2 separate regions of the Mus musculus genome follow, and region 1 is linked to region 2. Evidence: chromatin contacts called from public ChIA-PET data. All regions are on one chromosome and are shown on one strand. The core of a region is the stretch at or near the end of the contact, and the rest is flanking DNA. Distances in the headings are between cores, read along the strand shown. Region 1 overlaps Ak7 (adenylate kinase 7). Region 2 overlaps Gm46375 (a long non-coding RNA gene).

What was found. ChIA-PET counts read pairs in DNA pulled down with a chosen protein or histone mark.
Region 1: a contact with region 2 is called in an SMC1A ChIA-PET map of the G1E-ER4 cell line, with 8 read pairs. The contact joins two enhancer-like sites. A contact is called at or near these places in 1 of 15 datasets of contacts at CTCF or cohesin (the G1E-ER4 cell line) and 1 of 115 datasets of contacts at active chromatin or transcription factors (embryonic stem cells).

The regions. Positions count from the first base shown.
Region 1 is chr12:105,754,862-105,760,173 of GRCm38.p6, reverse strand. All of the region lies in intron 12 of Ak7 (adenylate kinase 7), which reads right to left. Among named protein-coding and RNA genes, the nearest start is that of Papola, 27 kb to the left of the region's middle. Within about 2 kb of position 1,848, at least 60 of the 459 cell types and tissues checked have an H3K27ac peak or open chromatin away from gene starts, as enhancers often do. A contact at or near this core is called in the G1E-ER4 cell line, where this site is marked.
Region 2 is chr12:105,018,679-105,023,670 of GRCm38.p6, reverse strand. Gm46375 (a long non-coding RNA gene) reads left to right here. Exons shown (of 2, transcript XR_003950255.1): 1 at 1-1,263. Among named protein-coding and RNA genes, the nearest start is that of Gm46375, 5.6 kb to the left of the region's middle. Within about 2 kb of position 1,305, at least 48 of the 459 cell types and tissues checked have an H3K27ac peak or open chromatin away from gene starts, as enhancers often do. A contact at or near this core is called in the G1E-ER4 cell line, where this site is marked.

The DNA.
Region 1 (5,312 bases), core at 599-3,098, 740 kb before region 2:
GAGATTAGGGTCCCACACTTAAATCATAGAAAGCAGTTAATCAGAGGACACAGACAGTTATAGCCGGCTGTAAAACTAGTTCCTGATAGCCCCACAAAAGACACTCTTTAATCACCCCCCCCCAGCTTCAGTTCCATCCTACCAAACCCCACCTCCACCCCCCTTCACCCTAAGCATTCTAAGAACGTCTAAGGGCACTGTATAAACACAGTGTTTTCTGAGCTCAGGATTGCACGCCAGAACCTACGGGGTCTTGCGATCCTAGTCAGGACTGGACATTTAAAGAAAAAGACTATTTTGCAAATTGCAGCAGACTTCACAACTCTTGGGCTTGTCTGGGTTTCCCGAGGACTCAGGGCATAGCACTACCACATGGGTCTTAGAGGAGCTAGAACTCAGGCCATCATCTTGGCTGCAGTCGCCTTTACCCCTGAGCCATCTCACTGCCCCTCAGTGCTGACCTTAACATATAGTAGTAAATCACTACTTCTGTTGTGGGAGTTGAGCGAGACAGTATTTGAGTATTTTGTGTTGCAGGATATTTGATCATACTGTGAACACCAAAATTTGCTGGAAAAAAAAAAAAACAAAACACAACTATTTCTAGTTGTGGTGTGTCTCAACCTCAGCACACACCTTTTATCCTTCTGGATGGAATACAGACAAGACCTTAGTACGAACCTTTAATCCCAAACAATGAAGGTAAAGGTAGTTACAATGAAGGATTCACCCATGTTTGAAAGTGGTGTCTAATTGAGCGGCAGACAAAATGATGAACCAGAGAAAGATTTGACAGAGTAGGATATGCCCAATTCTCACTAGAAGAGAGAGAAAAGGGAAGATAGAGATAAGAAAGGGCAGCAGAAGAAGTAGGCAGTTTTACTGGCAACGTTGTACAGGTTGAAGAGAGAACAAGCTAGACACAGGTGAAGACGGAAAGAGCCAGAGAATGAGAAGGAGCCAAGGATTAGAATAGATTGCCAAAATTAGTATGAGGCCAAGCAGAGCAATTCAGGAAAGAAGCCAGATTGAATCAGCCAGCTTAGAGAGGAGTTTGAGCCAGAACAGCTGAGTTGACCAGCCAGCCAGAGGGCAGAGAGAACAAAAGAGGTGAGCTTACTCAGGAGCAAGTCTCAGGGGCTGAGAACAGTCTAGGCACAGGTAAGGTTGTGTGGAGGCCAGAAGCTTCTGAGAGTAAGCCTCAGAGATGACAATTATTACATATCAAAGCAGACCTGGCCTCCAGGCTCTCTCAGAATCCCTCAGTCTCTACCTGGCATACCCTGTTCCCACCCCCACCCTGAACTTTCCAGCCCAGGGACAGGGCTGCCCTTTCCCAGAGGCTCCTATATAATCAAGACATTTTCTTCTCTCTCTCTCTCTCTCTCTCTCTCTCTCTCTCTCTCTCTCTCTCTCTCTTTCTCTCTCTCTCTCTCTCCCCCTCCCTCTCCCCCTCTCATCTTCTCCTCTTCCCTCTCCTCTTTGTCTCTGTCTCTCTTCTCTCTCCTTATCTCTCTTTCTCTCTTTTCTCTCCTTATCTCTCTTTCTCTTCTCTCTCACCCCCCTTCTCTCTCCCTCTCCTCTTTCTCTTCTCTCTCCGCCCCTCCCCACACCTCTTTGCATTTTTGAAGACATCCCTGGCCTCAATCAATCCTTGGGGTCAGAGGGCAGCTTCCCAGTAAACCTGCCTATATATAATCTAATCTAGGCTCATTCCATCGGCGGAGAAACAACTTATCGATTACATTTTACAATTTTGCTAACACGGGCATTTAGGTTGAGACTCTATCTCAGTGGTAGAACATGTGCTCGGCACAGATGGGGACCTGCGTTTTACATACACACTGTCCTCCACCCTATCCTCCACCCTATCCCTCCCCAACAAAAGGAGGCGCTCAGTAAATATTTGCTGGATCTGAACAGCAAACTCAAACTGACTTTAAACACGTTCAGAAAAGGGCTGAGGCCAGAGCCTAGAGGCTCAGCACCTGCTGGGTGCACCCTGGGTTTGCTACTCCTAGCACCTTAAATAATAATTAATAAAATTAGTCCTTAAAAATGAAGCTGCAGTCAGACTGTGCTCGCCCCGCCCCCACACCCTCTCCTCCAGGTCACATTTCTGACCTTTGCCCTTTGAGAGGTTCTTTCTTTAGCCCCAACCCAGAGTTCCTGGAAACTGCTAGGAGAGCCTGAGAGGGAGGAGTCTGCTCTACAGAGGGCTTGGCAGGTCAATTGCAGTGTGCACGCCTCCTCTGCAGCCGGCTACCATTTCCCGGCTGTGGTCACGTTCAAGGCGCCCTGTCTGTCCATGGCTTGATGAGGCCTAAAAGCTAGTGTGTCTCCCAAGCCCCAAAGACTCTTCCAGGCCACACATCGCACCTTCAGCTTACCAGGGAGTCTGAGATGTGAAATCAATAGTTTGGGGCCACTTGTTATCATTTTATAGATGACAACAAAATGATCTCATTAAAATATCTCTCAAGCTGGGTATGGTACCACAGGCAGGCAGGATATATATATATATATATATATATATATATATGAATGAATGAGGTGATAGTCCATTTGATAGAGTGTTTGCCCAGCACACGCTCGACTCCAGGTTTGATCCCCAGCACTACATACAGGATATGGTGGCACACACCTGCAATACCAGCACTCAGGAGTGAGGGGCAGGAGGACCAGGAGGACCAGGAATTCGAGACCACCCTTCACTACTTAGCCAGTTTGGGGCCAGCCTTGGCTACAAGAGACTCTGCCTCAAAATGAACAAACGAACAAAATATGTAAAAAACAACAAAGCAAAGCAAAGGAAAAACCTTTCCTTTCTTCTACTTTCTGTATCACACAGGTCACTGGTAGTAAGAATTCAGAAAGTCTTGTCTTTCAGAAACTCAAGTGTCGTGCTGAAACAAACAAGAAGTCAAAGGTAAGCCGGGAGTGGTGGCGCACGCCTTTAATCCCAGCACTCAGGAGGCAGAGGCAGGCGGATTTCTGAGTTCGAGGCCAGCCTGGTCTACAAAGTGAGTTCCAGGACAGCCAGGACTACACAGAGAAACCCTGTCTCAAAAACACCAAAAAAAAAAAAAAAAAAAAAAAAAGAAGAAGAAGTCAAAGGTATTGTTTAGGACAAGAGATTCCCCCTGATGACTCCACACCACTTTCCTGTAAAGTTCGTAGTTGGCACAAAGAAATAAGTAAAGAAGTAAATTCAGCCGGGCAGTGGTGGTGCACGCCTTTAATCCCAGCACTCAGGAGGCAGAGGCAGGCGGATCCCTGAGTTCGAGGCCAGCCTGGTCTACAGAGTGAGTTCCAGGACAGCCAGGGCTACACAGAGAAACCCTGTCTCGAAAAACCAAAAGAGAGAGAGAGAGAGAGAGAGAGAGAGAGAGAGAGAGAGAGAGAGAGGTGTCCAGTAGGTGAGAATGGAGTTCCTACTGCAGTTTTTAGTCACTTGGAATAGGAGAGGCATGGCCAATGCAGTGGTTTGAATAAGGAATGTCCCCCACAGGCATGGGTGTTTGAACCCCTGGCTGCTCTGGTTTGGGAACTTTAGGCCATGTGTACATGATTGAGTGCTGGCTTTGAGTGTTTTATAGTCTCGCCTCCTTCTTGCTCTCCCTATGCCTCATGCTTGGACTTGAAGATGTAAACCCCCCACTTCCTACTCCTGCTGCCACACCTGCTGCTTGCTGCCATGCCTCCCCAGAGGGACTCTTCCTGCTCTGGAACCGTAAGCTCAAGTAATTTATAAGTTGCTTTGGTCATGGCGTTTCATGACAGCAACAGAAGAGTAATACAGAGAGGTACACTAAGGGATTGCCTACATGTCTTTCTCTGGACGACTCTTGGCTCCCTAGAGATAATCCATGACCTTTGGACAGTGTCGAGCTCTATCTGAGGCAGGGGACTGCCCCTTTATGCTTGCCTGTTCAGGGATAAAAGTTACAATGTTCATTTGAGGGTCACAGTAGGGTGTATGTGATGTACTCAGGAAATAGGATGGTAACCATAGAGAAGCAGGTGAACTCCTCCCTCATCTCTTACTCGTGACAGAAGCAGCAAGAATCTGCTTAACACAAATCTCTCCAATAGGATATAAACTGTAATCTCCAAAACAACATTTATTTTGGAGTCTGGCGAGATGCTCAGCCATTCAGAGAGCACTGGCTGTTCTCCCAGAGAACCCTGTTTATTAAATCTCTAGTGCTCATCTAGCAGCAGGAAACCACCAGCAACTCATGGATAATTGTTTGTTTGTTTGTTTGTTTTTATTTAAAGAGATTTTTGTTTCATGTGTCTAGGTGTTTTTGCCTGTATGTATGAGCACCACACACATGCTCGGTGCCTGTGGAGGTCAGAAGAAGATGTCAGATCCTCCGAAACTAGAGTGATTCAGGGTTGTGAGCTTCTGTGTGGGTGCTGGGAATTGAATGAACGCAGGTCCTCTTCAATAGCACCCCTTGTTCTCAACCCCTGAACAAACTCTCTAGTCCTCTCATTTTTCGTCTCTTGACTCATCTCTCCCACCAACCTCCATCCATCTTCTCCTCTCTTCAACTTCTATAATCCCCTTTATATTTGACTTTTGTTTTGTTTTGTTTTTGTTTTTTAAGACAGGGTTTCTCAGGCTGGTGAGATGACTCAGCAGTTAAGAGCGCCAACTGCTCTTCCAAAGGTCCAGAGTTCAAATCCCAGCAACCACATGGTGGCTCACAACCATCCGTAACAAAAATCTGATGCCCTCTTCTAGAGTGTCTGAAGACAGCTACAGTGTACTTACATATAATAAATAAATTAATTAATTAAAAAACTTTTAGATTTATTTATTCTATTTGTTTTTTGTTGTTGTTGTTGTTGTTTTTTGTTTTTTGTTTTTGTTTTTGTTTTTGAGACAGGGTTTCTCTGTATAGCCCTGGCTGTCCTGGAACTCACTCTGTAGACCAAGCTGGCCTCGAACTCCGAAATCTGCCTGCCTCTGCCTCCCAAGTGCTGGGATTAAAGGCGTGTGCCACCACGCCCAGCTTATTCTATTTGTTATGAGTGCTTTACTCACATGTATGTCTATGCACCAAATACATACTTAGTGCCTGAGAAGGTCAGAAGAGGGTATTGTATCTCCTGGAACTAGAGTGATGGATGGTTGTGAGTCACCATGTGAGTGCTGGGAATCAGACCCAGGTCCTCTACAACAATGGCAGGCGTTTTTATCTGCAGAGCCATTGCTCCATCCCCTCCGCCTGATTTTTATTTTCTTGAGACAGGGTCTCTCTACATAGCCCTGGCTATCCTAGACCTCACTATGTAGACCT
Region 2 (4,992 bases), core at 56-2,555:
GCATACCGTGTGGATACTCTAGGCAGGTAGTGCATACCGTGTGGACACTCTAGGCGGGCAGCGCATACTGTGTGGATACTCTAGGCGGGCAGCGCATACCGTGTGGATACTCTAGGCAGGTAGTGCATACCGTGTGGATACGCTAGGCGGGCAGCGCATACCGTGTGGATACTCTAGGCGGGCAGCGCATACCGTGTGGATACTCTAGGCGGGTAGTGCATACCGTGTGGATACTCTAGGCGGGTAGTGCATACCGTGTGGACACTCTAGGCAGGCAGCGCATACCGTGTGGATACTCTAGGCGGGCAGCGCATACCGTGTGGATACTCTAGGCAGGTAGTGCATACCGTGTGGATACGCTAGGCGGGCAGCGCATACCGTGTGGATACGCTAGGCGGGCAACACATACCGTGTGGATACGCTAGGCGGGCAGCGCATACCGTGTGGACACTCTAGGCGGGCAGCGCATACCGTGTGGATACTCTAGGCAGGCAGTGCATACCGTGTGGATACTCTAGGTGGGCAGCGCATATAGTGTGGATACTCTAGGCAGGCAGTGCATATGGTGTGGATACACTGAGCAAAGCATGATTCACTTTCCCCGCACGCCGAGTTGGATGCCGAGCAGCTGCAAGCTGCTGAGGAGGAGTTTGCCTTGAACTCTTGGCTGCTCACTGGTAACTGAAACTGTGGCAAACCAAACTGCTCCTCAGCAAAGGTTCCGGTGCTGACCATAGATGCCACAGAAAGAGACAAAGCACCTGTGTGCCTGGGGTTCTGGGGTGAGGCGTCTGCTTTGCATGCAAAAGGCCCTCACTTCAAGTCCCAGACTCACAGCTCCTGCCGCCATGCTAGATAGGACATTAGGAGGAAAACTACCCTGTCCAGTCCTGAACACCTCACAGTCGTGCAATGACACATGCAAGAATGTCACTAAGAACTGGCAGGAACTAGGGTGAGGGGACCTGACAGAAACACTTCAAGGGGCCAGAGAAAGCTCAGGGGATGACACTGAGGCTGCCACTCAAGAGAGTCTCCATGGAAGAGGGAAGAAAAACCTGGCAGGCGGTGGTGGCGCACGCCTTTAATCCCAGCACTTGGGAGGCTGAGGCAGACCTGGCTCGGAGTCTGATAGGGAATCTTTCCTTAGGAGAGAAGATCCTAGAAAGCCTCGCTCCCCAGTCAGGAGAGCACTTGGTTGGAACTCTGAGCATGGACTGGAGGCAGCTGAACCCACAGAGCAGCCAGCGAGCCCGACTGACTGTAAGTGAGGCAGCACTATTCCAGTCTGGGGTGGGGGAGGGGCCATGGGAGGAGATCAGAAACCCTGCAGAAAGGAAAGGCGCCATCTGTGATTGTCTGGTTGGAGGTTATGGTGAGCCCTGCTGGCTGCTTGCTAACTCGGGGGAAATGGAAGGAAGATGGGCTGTCACAAGACTTCTGTACATCGAGATTCTCAAGGCACCTGAGGGACACCTAAATCATCAGGCTACAGCTGAAAGAGGAGAGTGTTTCCACGACTGCCTGTACCATAAAATTACTTTGAATAATAACAGAGGTAGGCGTGGGCCTCGAGAGAAAAGCCAGACAAGGGTAAAACCCTGGGTCTGTGTGCTTGTGGAAGGACAGCCATGAAGATTGAAAAGGAGGAAGGAAAGAAGACAGAGATGGGAAATGTCCAAGCCACAGCAAGGCCAGGTGAGGGCCCAGGCTTCCTGCTTTGGGCCGTGAGGGAAGTGTGACCGGAGACTGATTCCTGACCACTGGTGGCCGCTTGCCCTTTCAGTTCGGGAAAGAGTTGGGAGGAATTTGCCACCTTGTCTCCCAGCTGTGAGTGGCCCCTGTGTGTGAGCCTGTGTTTGTTCTAAAGCATCTAGAGAGCCTGTGAAGTAAGCAGAGGGCCCCACCATTTTCCCCACGCATGTCAATAGCAAGCAAGAATCTGCACAAGATTGAAGAAGTGGCCTTCCTGCAGAGGCTGGTAGCTGTCCCTTTCGCCCTGGTGCTTGTAAGACCTTCAGTGTCTGTGGCCACTGGGGTGGGCGTACCTTCTGTTAGCCTTTCCATTGACTTGTTTTCTGCCTACTGATTTTGACTGTTCACCAGGAAGTGTGTGGCACTTGCTGTGTGTGTGTGTGTGTGTGTGTGTGTGTGTGTGTGTGTGTGTGTACCCACTCCACCGTAGAGGAGATTTAGAATCAAAGGTTGTATTAGTCAGGGTTCTCTAGAGTCACAGAACTGACGGGTCGTCTCTATATAGTAAGGGAATTTGTTGATGACTTACAGTCTGTAGTCCAACTCCCAACAGTGGTCAGCAGCAGCTGTGACAGGATCTAGCAGTTGCTCAGTCCCACAAGGCAAGCAGGAGAAGAAGAGAGAGAGTAAATCTTCCTTCTTACAATGCCCTTATGTAGGTCTCCAGCTGAAGGTGTGGCCCAGATTAAAGGTGTGTGGCACCATACCTTTAATCCCAGATGACCTTGAACTTGGAAATCTCTCTGTCTTAATCTTCTAGGATTCATAGCCACTATGCCTCAAGGTCTCCATGCCAAGATCCAGGTCAGAAACTTGTATCTCCCAGCCTCCAGATTAGGGTCACTGGTGAGCCTTCCAATTCTGGATTGTAGCTCATTCCAGTTATAGTCAAGTTGACAGCCAGGAATAGCCACTACAAAGGTCTTTAAAGTCAGGGGAAGTTGCAGTTTTAAGGGCTGGCAGCAACCACTTGGAAAGCACACTTTCTGTCTGGTCAGGGGCCAGTGATCAGCAGCAGGACCCTAAGGCATCCTGAAGCTAGGCTTTTACAGTGAAACATGGTCTTCACTATTCAGGAAGGCTCCCGTCCAACCAAGAATTATGATGGAGATGAGGTTGGAGAGGTGGCTCAGGGGATACACTGCGAGCCACACCAACAGGAGGACCTGAGCTCAGTACTCAGCATACACATAACATGCTTAGCATAGTAGCATGAGTGCTAGGAAGTCGGGGACAGAGGCTCCCCAGAGCTTGCTGGCCAGGGGACTAGCCAATCGATGCCCTCCACATTCAGTGAGAGACCCTGCCTCAAAAACCAAAATGGAGGGCTGGCGAGATGGCTCAGCGAGTAAGAACACTGACTGCTCTTCTGAAGGTTCTGAGTTCAAATCCCAGCAACCACATGGTGGTTCATAACCACCCGTAATGAGAGTTAATACCCTCTTCTGGTGTGTCTGAAGACTGCTACAGTGTACTTACATATTATAATAATAAATAAATCTTTGGGCCGGAGGGAGCAGAGGTCCTGAGTTTAATTCCCAGCAACCACATGATGGCTCACAACCATCTGTACAACTACAATGTACTCATATACATAAAATAAATAAATATTTTTTAAAAAAAGACTGCTGCAGGCAGTCACAGCTGCTCTGACGAAGGTGGTAAAGGCTGTTGTGCTGTGAGGACAACACCCTACAGGTCACTCTCAGCCTTCACGTGGACCTATCTGACATTTTTAAGCCCTGCCACCCAGCTCAAGAGCGCCTGCCTGTCTGTCTGTGGTTGCACAAAGTACCACAAAGCCTTCCTGGGTTCTTCCAGCCTAACTAGGATGCCAAGGCCACGCCTCTGGGAGTCAGCCAGGGCGGGGCTCCTGGACCTCCCTCAGCTTTCTGGGCACCCTGCCTATCACAGCTTCTAATATTATCACAGGTTCAGAAAATAAAGAGAAACGCTCTAGTGGCTTTGAAAACTGTTGTCCCCGGAGAGCAAACACCCAAACCGCTCCTTTTCCCACCTAGTAGAGACCTTCCTCAGAAGACGCATTCTCTTCCAGAGTTGCTTTCTGTTTCAAGGAGTGGGGATTCAGTTCATCACAGGAGGAAACATTCGGGCAGATCTTCAAATTCATGGCACACGTTCTGCACGCTCCTCCCAGGAAGACAGCAAGAACTGGTGGTCCCTTTGCTGGGTGTCGGAGCCTGTGGAGATAAGGCATCTGGCCCTGCCCAGCCAGCTAGAGATGTGTGAGGCCCAGAGAAGAGCCCAGTCAGGAGGCTTTGATCCTGGAGGCTTTTGTGCTCTGCCAATCCCCCCTGGGCTGGAAACATTGATCTTATGAAGTCTGCATGTGGATTTCAAAAGGAAAGGGAACAAGCAGGCCAGGTCTGCAATACGCGGCTGTTTAAATATGAATGATGAAGCGGGGAGGGTGGACGACCTTCAGCGTAGTGAACACACAGTTCATGTTTGGTCACCAAGGAGAGAGCTGAGCAGAGACGAGACTTTCCTGGTACACAGCAGTTCCGAGAAAACAAAACCACATTCATTATGTGTAGTGGGCTCGTTGGCCTGGCAAGCTCGGTGCCATCAGCCCGAAGCTCTGTTTTCTTTTCTTTTCTTTTCTTTTCTTTTTTTTAAATTTTAATTAGGTATTTTCTTCATTTACATTTCCAATGCTACCCCAAAAGTCCCCCATACCCTTCCCCCCATCCCTACCCCCCACCCCACTTCTTGGCCCTGGTGTTCCCCTATACTTAGGCATATAAAGTTTGCACGACCAATAGGCCTCTCTTTCCACTGATAGCCAACTAGGCCATCTTCTTATACACATGCAGCTAGAGACACGAGCTCCGAGGGGTACTGGTTAGTTCATATTGTTGTTCCACCTATAGGGTTGCAGACCCCTTTAGCTCCTTGGGTTCTTTCTCTAGCTCCTCCATTTTGCACAGGCAGATAATAAACAGGACCGGACGACTTCAGCTCATGCACGCACAGTTGAAGGAGTGAGCCTGGCGCGCGTGCTCTCGGGCTCCAGGTCCATCAAGTGACTTCTCTGTGTTACCAGAGCCCGTGCCATTTCTCCCCAGCTTATTTTATCTTATCAATAGCTTCACCCAGAATAATTTTTAACAAAAGAGCAAAAAAGAGCACCGTGTGGAAATAGCACCTAAGAAACAGATCGGAATTTACTCATGACACAGAAAATGGTCCTTTGCTATGGATACCACACAGAAT